2 separate regions of the Hordeum vulgare genome follow, and region 2 is linked to region 1. Evidence: chromatin contacts called from public Hi-C data. All regions are on one chromosome and are shown on one strand. Each heading gives the region's core, a stretch centred on a gene start, on an enhancer-like site or on the middle of the called end of the contact. The rest is flanking DNA. Distances are from core to core; before and after follow the strand shown.

The links. A called contact is a pair of places that touch in the nucleus more often than the background predicts.
Region 2: a contact with region 1 is called in a Hi-C map of leaf, with 2.2 times the contacts expected there. The contact joins two enhancer-like sites. A contact is called at or near these places in 2 of 6 Hi-C or Micro-C datasets (leaf and seedling).

Annotation. Positions count from the first base shown.
Region 1 is chr4H:5,486,494-5,490,505 of MorexV3_pseudomolecules_assembly, reverse strand. No RefSeq gene overlaps it. Among protein-coding and RNA genes, the nearest start is that of LOC123446954, 13 kb to the right of the region's middle. Within about 2 kb of position 2,150, at least 3 of the 3 cell types and tissues checked have open chromatin away from gene starts, as enhancers often do. A contact at or near this core is called in leaf and seedling, where this site is marked.
Region 2 is chr4H:5,612,430-5,616,441 of MorexV3_pseudomolecules_assembly, reverse strand. No RefSeq gene overlaps it. Among protein-coding and RNA genes, the nearest start is that of LOC123450983, 34 kb to the left of the region's middle. Within about 2 kb of position 2,076, at least 3 of the 3 cell types and tissues checked have open chromatin away from gene starts, as enhancers often do. A contact at or near this core is called in leaf and seedling, where this site is marked.

The DNA of each region.
Region 1 (4,012 bases), core at 901-3,400:
TCGGATTTATCAATGGATTTGTCACGTTTTTACAATTAAAAATGTTCAACAACTTGAAAAAAACAAAAATTTAAACAAGTGTTCCACATTTTCTAGAAAAATATTCGGGATTTGAAACAAAATCATAAAATTTAAAATACACTAACTTAAAAAAAATGAATCTAAAATATATCTTGAAGTTGAAAAGAAACTAACAAATTTTAATAATGTTATGGAACTAGAAAAATGTTCAGAAAACTTAAAAGTGTTCCCAAATTTGATAATTGGTCAAAAACATTGTATATTTTCTGAATTTAGAAAAATGATAACGAAATTCAACAATGATGGCCACTGATATGTTTGCCTTTTCATTATATTTTCCTTAGTTCTTGATCATTTTTACATTTATTTAGTTTTTACTCTATGTGTGTACAAACTAAAATTAACATGTGTTAAATAATAAGAAATTATAATGTGTTTATATTGCTAAATATAGAAAGATTCAGCAAATGATACTAAAATAGTTTAGACATTTTAATAAAAACTGAGATACTCATGATACTAAAAGATTGTGATACTAAAAGATTTTTATGAATTTAAAGATATTTCACAAATTATAAAAAGTTTAGATATTTTAGAAAAATTGAGAGCTCAGATTTATCAATAAATTTGTTATGTTTTTACAATTAAAAATGTTTGGGACTTGAAACAAAATCATGAAATTTATAATGCACTCATTTTTTTTAAACAAATCATGAATCTAAAAATATCTTGAATTTGAAAACAAACTAACAAATTTGAAGAATGTTATAAAAACAGGAATTTTTTCACAAAATTTAAAAAGGTTCACAAATTTGATAATTGGTCAAAAAAATTTAAAATTTCATGAATTCAGACAAATGATCAAGAAATTAAAAATTGTTCACAGATTTAAAAAATCATGGGGTATAAATAGGAAAGGATGGAAAAAGTGGGAAATGAAGAAGAAGAAAAGGGGGGGAGAAGGAAAAAAGGTTGAAACAACATAAAGGAGAGAAAAGTTGTTGAAGCTTTTCAAAACTTGGCATAACCACGTGTCCCATCTAATGGGATGACACAAGAGAAAGGTTTTGTGAGCGATATGTAGCAATTCCGATTTTTCTGTAATTCGTTGTTAGTCGAGAGAGGGTCTGTGAGGCATAATTTAAAACACCGAACTCGTAATCGAACCGATGAGGCTCTCGGTTCAGATTTTTACTGGTTGGACCGCCGGTTCACCGGTTCGGTTGTCAAAACTTTTACCTAAAATAATATATGTTGAGTAATACATGTGCTAATAATAATGTAAAATAATGGTCAAATGAAATTATTTTCATGTAGTGAACAACGAAGTAGCATAACCAAGTTAGTTATTGGGTCATGGGCAGGCCTCATGTACAGTTCATGCGACCTAGGATCGAATCCCGCATCTCCTAGTATCTATTAATATATTTTACTTGTTTTCCCGGTTCGATGGCTCGGATTTTCAACATTTTTTCAGAAAACCGACTTTCTTCTGTCCAGTTGCACAACGGTGTTATTAGCTTAAAAAAACCGCCGAGGCCATCGGTTTCGGCTTTTTTGGGTTCGACCGTCGGTCCGATCCGGTTTTTAAAACTATGTCGCAGGCTGCTTCGTAAATGCCATAGGCACCGGTCTCACAGTGGTTTTACGTTTTTAGTTTTTCCCAAAACGGTCTTGTGTGTTTTTCTTTCGGTTTTTTTAACACAGTATATATATATTTTTTTTTTTTCACAAATTCTCCCTGGTATATTTACTCTTGTTTTAATTCGTACCGTCCCCTGCCATGTCCAAACTATATTGTGTACCTGGTGTAGCACCAGATGAAAGTATAATCTGTGCGCATCCCCTAGAAAAAAAAACGTTTATCTCCCTCGCTCGCCCGCTCGTGCAACGCGGTCCGATGGGATGCGAAGACAGCGACGGTGATCGCGGCCGAACCCGACCGGCAACCACCCCAGTGGTCTCACACGACTGTTCACCATTTGCAACCCACGAGAAAAGGAAGCACTATTCCGCATGCAAGCTCGCGATCGCCTTTGTGGCGCACTGCACTGCACCCCCATTACTCGGCGGCCCCCGTACGCACGCGAGCAGAGCAGTGAATGGCCATCCTGGTACTGCTGCCGCCTATCGCTCCTGGCCATGGCCATGGCCAGCGTGATAAATAGATGGAGTAGATGAGTTACTCTGCCCCTCTGCCCTACCCTGCTCGCCATCACGAGGTACGCGTGATGACGTGCCCGTGGTAAATGAGCCACTGGCCGGCTTCTCGCACGGCCCGTGCGGCCTGGAGGTTTTACTGCCTGCCTGCCTGCCTCGCGCGCGTATCTCAGGAAGGATGAGGGCATCAATGCCGCTGCCATGGTCTCGCCCAACTCGAACCGGCAGCGCAGGCGTCCCGATTAACCGTCGTCACAAGTGCGCATGGGACGGTGCTGGATCAGAATCACAGGATCATCAGTGTGCCGCGCGCGCCATAAACCCTCTTCCTTCACCACAGGTAGAGGAGGAGGAGAGGACAGTAGTCGGATCGTACTGCTGCTGCATTTATACTCGTTGATTCATCAGTTGGAGCAGTAGGAGTATTAACGTTAGTACATGGTACTACGACGTAAATGCAGATTTTGCACTGATATGCTATTACTATCTGCTTCCACCAGCAGGGGACGAAGCTAGAAAAATGTTTTAATGGGGTCCGGAAATAAGTGTACATCTACCTTTTGTTTTAAATTAAAATTTTACAGGAAAGAATAGCAGCATTTATGGCACTAAATTAGTATCACTAGATTCCTTTTGAAATGTAGTTCCATAACGTACCAATTTGATTTCATATGCTACCATTCTTTTTTATAAAATGGGTTAAAATTTTAAAACTTTGACTTTTGGCAAAACCTAGATGTATACTTATTCACGGACGGACGGAGTATGAATTAGACAAGACAAACTTCTCGAGCAAAGGTACTGCTGTTCAGTTGGGAGCTGTCTCTGTAGTTGATTCCATCCACGTATCCTTGATGGTGAAGTTCATGAGGTTTTTGTGGAGCTAGTCGAAAATTCTTCACCTGTGGAGGTGATGGTTGAGAAAGATTACATGAAAGAAAGCCGTGCGGCCAGGGACAAGATGCCCCTGCTTTTGCAGGTTCTGTGCCAATGCCAGCCGATTTGGGATACTGCTGTGAACAACTAAGTATGTTTAAAATGGCTGAATCTCATGAAGAGAAAGTGGAAATGAATCCTGAATCACAATGCTTATCTAAAGATGTGGTAACTGGTCTGGGATCTACGAAGAGATCTCTATTTGAAAATGTCGAGAAGGAAGCGGAAACAAAGAAGAAACTGAACACTCGGACGAAAACTTGGGGACCCACTATTGCTAACAGGCCCAAGACCATGAACCATGGTGATATCAAGATTATGGACAAAGCTGTTGCTTATAAACAAAAGAAAACCTGGAAATTCCATCTACTTTCAAAGGTAAATCATTTGCAAACATTGCCCCAAATATTCTTGCTGCCCATATAAATAACGTGGATTTATGCATTAAAAAAATGATGTGGAACAAGAAAAATAATTCAAGATATGATTTATGAAGAGAAAATTAGATGCTTGCAATTTGATCATGATAACCCGGAGACTCTTCTCCGAGATAATTTAGAATTAGGAGAAACTAGCCTTGACGTGGGTTCCGATGAGTCTCGGCAAATATCTCCTCTTAGATAAGGGGCACTCCTGATCTGGAGTTAGATAGCCACGTTATACAATCCAAGAGGAAGCCTTGTGGCTTGTCACAACCATTCAAGAATAAATGATTGGTGCTTTTTGGAATATCCGTGGTTTAGGGCAACTTGGTAAACTACAATGCCTAGGAGATTTTATAACGATAATAAAATTGTTTCTTTTGGTTTCATTGAAACCAAGAGAGGGAATATTGATAGTCATATCCTTAATAGTATCGCGGGCAGGAATGATTTTTGCACGCACTTCCTGCCTG
Region 2 (4,012 bases), core at 827-3,326, 130 kb before region 1:
TATAGATATGTCTCCAAGAGTATTTAAAACGTTCTCCCCTAAGAATGAATATTTATGATTTCCTCTCCCCCTCAATCATAGCATGTAGATATTGGGAGTAGGTAGGGCGAGACAAGTTCAATCCAAAGTAGGCAATATAAAATGCAAATAAAACCTTCTCTCCCTTAGGGTAAGCGTAAGCTTAGATAACTCTTTGGTATCTCTCGGATTTCTCCTCCTTTTTCATCTCTCCCCCTCTATGATATCTCTACCCGTGTATGTGTAAGCTTAGATATAAATCCTCCTTTGGTAGAGACTTTTAGAAGCTTTGATATATCTCCTCCTTTGGCATTAATTTTCAAAAGAGTCACAGTGTAAGGGTTCCTTGAGAGTAAGGGATCCTGGATTCTTCTTCTTGATAAGGGTTTCTTAAAATATCTCCCCCTTTCTGTATGGATAAGGTTTCCTTAAAACTTCTCCCCCTTTTAGTATGGATAAGGGTTTCTTGAATTTTTTTTCCCCTTTCAGCAAGGATCCTAGATATTTCTCCCCATCTCCGTCGGATGAACCACGCCGTCCAGGGCCGCAATGAAGCTCCGTCCGAAGATCCCACAACACAAGAAACGATAGGCCCCCGCCGCCATCAATCGCGTGAAAAGGATGTGGACCCACTATCGTCGTCAGCCTCATGACCCTTGATCGAAGGTGTCCTTCAGCGTTGGGGGAGCAATATCAAAGGGAGAAGGGATGGTGGTTGTGTAGGATTCGCCCGAGTCATCCCCTAGGAGCGACATAGGGCTTTATCCCGATCATTTTTTGACTATTTTTTGTGTTCACGGGAAATACGCCGCCTTCAACAGTTTTGCACTCAAGGAATTTGGATTCTCTAACAATCTCCATGCTTGACGAGCTAGAAGCGCTAAACTAAACAATTCAAGATCTCTAAACAATTCAGGATATAAAATAGTAATGAAACATAAAATGGAAAAGGGGGAAATTCATGGAAAAAAGAAAGACGATGGAAAAAGTAATAAATTGAGGAAAGAACACACAAAACTAGCCAAGAAGAAAATTGTCCTCGGTGTGCACGCCCAAGTCGCGGAGGAGTGCTTGATATCCTATGGACTGGCTACTATTCTATGCGATGAGCGTAGAATAGAAAATTCTAACGCAGAGTACTTGAGGCCGAAATGAGCCATTCGCGGATTTGAGCCAGTTTCGTCTGTTTGGACCTCTTGTTTGGCGTTGTACCTCCAAGCAAACGAGCCAGCGCATGGCGTTTCCTATGTAGCGCTGCACGCGCTCATTTGTGTGCATTTTGAAAACTGGCGCGTGCAGCGCCCTGTGTTGGGCCGACTCAAATCTATATTTTCTTATGTTTTCAGAAATGTACGGGGACATGATTCAAAGACACGACAGCTTCGTTGCGAGACCTCCTATCGAACCATCAGACCATCGGCGTGCTTGTTCAAAGATATTTCGCTTTGATCGTTTTATAATTCATTCCTCCTTTTTTCCCTTTCATTTTAAGGTTTTTTTTTCTTTATTGCGTGGATTTTATTCAAATACTAAGAACATTTTAAGATTTGATCGTTTTCAAATCCTAAGAACTTTTATCTAACTCAATAAAGTTTTTTTCAAAATTAATGATTTTTTTTCAGGTTTTCAAATTTTCCTAAAAATCAATGTACTTGTTTCCAAATTTTATTAATTTTTAAAAATTGATGAACTTTTGTAAATTCGGTGAACTTTTTTAAATGTGATGTACTTTTTTTAAAAGTTGAATAATTATTTTTCAAACATGATGAATATTTTTCAAAAGCACTGAACTATTTATGAAAGTTGATGAGCCTTTCTCAAATGTGGTAAACATTTCTCAGATCAGATTATTATTATTTACAAAATTTGGGAAACATTTTTGCAGGTTGAAGAACTTTTTTGCAAAATTGGTGAACTTTATTTTTTTCAATCAATTAAGTTTTTTAGGGCCTGAATTGAGGCGCCCGGAGCTATTCATGGGCCGCCCCAGCATGGGGTGCTGCCGGCTTTAGAGCGCGAACGGGCGCCTGTAGCGCGGGGCGAATCCTATTTAGCGCGACAGACGCTTGTTACTGTGCAATTCTGCAAATGGACGCCTGCAGCATCCCCGTGCTGGGCCGACCCATGTAGGGTATTCTTCATGTTTTTATTCGCAAAAATTTAACGTGTTGGTCACGGTTCAAACCTTGAACGTCCAATATAGAGACATGGTCACGTAACCATCCCAGCACGAAGCAGTTTCTGATAAGCTAAAAACCCTTATCTCTTTTATTCTTTCATTCTTCTTTTTTTCCTTTTTATTTTTCCTTTTTCTTTTATTTCTTTGACCTGGTTCAACGAGTTTTTCTTTTTTTTTCTTTAACCTGGTTCAACTATTTGAAAAGAGTTTATCAAATTTATTCTTTTTTTCAATGATGAACTTCTTTCAAATTTGATGTTTTTTTGCAAAATCAGTGAACAGTTTTTCAAATTTGATGAACTCTTTACAAATTTGATGAACTCTTTTTCGAATTTGATGAACTCTTTTCAAATTTGATGAACAGTTTTTCAAAACCGGTGAACTTTTTTTCAAATTTGACGAACTCTTTTCAAATATGATGAACGTTTTTCCAAAATCAATGAGCTCTTTCAAAATCATGATATTGTTTCAAAATCGATAAAGTTTTTCTCAAAACGGTGATTTTTTTCAAATTCAATGAACTTTTATAAAATTTAAATGAACTATTTCAAAATTCTTGACCCTTTTTAGACACTCAATTGTTTCGATTTTTTGTGAATTTCTTAGTTATTTTTTTTCTTGCTTTTTCAAAATGAACGGTTCAAACTGATGTCGTTCGAGCCACCAGGTGCAAGTGAGACAGCCCAAATATGTCCTACTGCAGGCGCCAGTTCCTGATCGGGCGCCTGCAGCTCCGATTAGGTGCAAGTGAGCCAGCCCAAATAATGTATTTTGTGAATTAAATTATTCTTTCCCAATTTCAATAATTATTCATTGATTCAAAAATACAGTCACCGATTCAAAACGTGTTCATGAGTTTTAAAAACATGGTCGTAAATTTGTAAAGAATATACATGAGTTCAAAAAAATGTTCACAAATTTGTAAAAAAAAAGTTAACGATACCTGTAAATGTTCGTAAATTCATAAAATGTTCATGATTTCAATAAAATGTTCCTGAATTCATAAAACGTTCATGATTTGAAAAGAAATAAAATGGAAACAAAAATTAAAATAAAAAATAAAGAAATAACTAAATTGAATATAGCAGGGAAAACGATGAAAAAATCATAGGAATCCCCGCGTCAGTTACCGGGGAAAATTCTAAGGAATGCATTGATGGACCTGGGGCATTAACATGTTTCATTGAATTATTTTACGATTCATTTACAATCACCCAGTCCTAGCGTGCTATGAGGGCATTGTTAAAAATCTCAATGTATCCAACGCCCAAACCTTATTTGTATTTTGGCAAGTAAAACTTTAATGTAAGTGTACCACCATCGGATCCGTTGCCTCGCTGCCGTCGCAGACCATCGCCATCACGACGCCTGCCCGCCGGCCTTTCGCGAGAAAGTACAAGGATAGCGTTAACATCAAAGTATGAATTACAATTAGAAAATAAAATACAAATAAATATAGATCCGGTTATAGAACACAGTTAGGATTTGATAAAAAATGCTAACTTTCTTTATAAGAATATTTCGTCTATTGAGGAGGATTCCCTGAATACCTAAAATAGAGATGATCATAGAAAAAATGAAATATTTTATAGGATCCATTTCGGAAACATGGAATGTCGAAACATGGAATGTTAGAGAAATTCAGGCGAGATCGGTGATCCTTGTGAAGGGCGGACTTCACTATTTGAGTAGTCATTCCCTTTCTTAGAAAGTATCGGTATTGATCCAGATTTGGATGCTCAAGTGAAATTTGAAACATTCCATACTACTTCGAATTCCCAATAATTGATTAAATTGCACCAAGTCTAGATATCA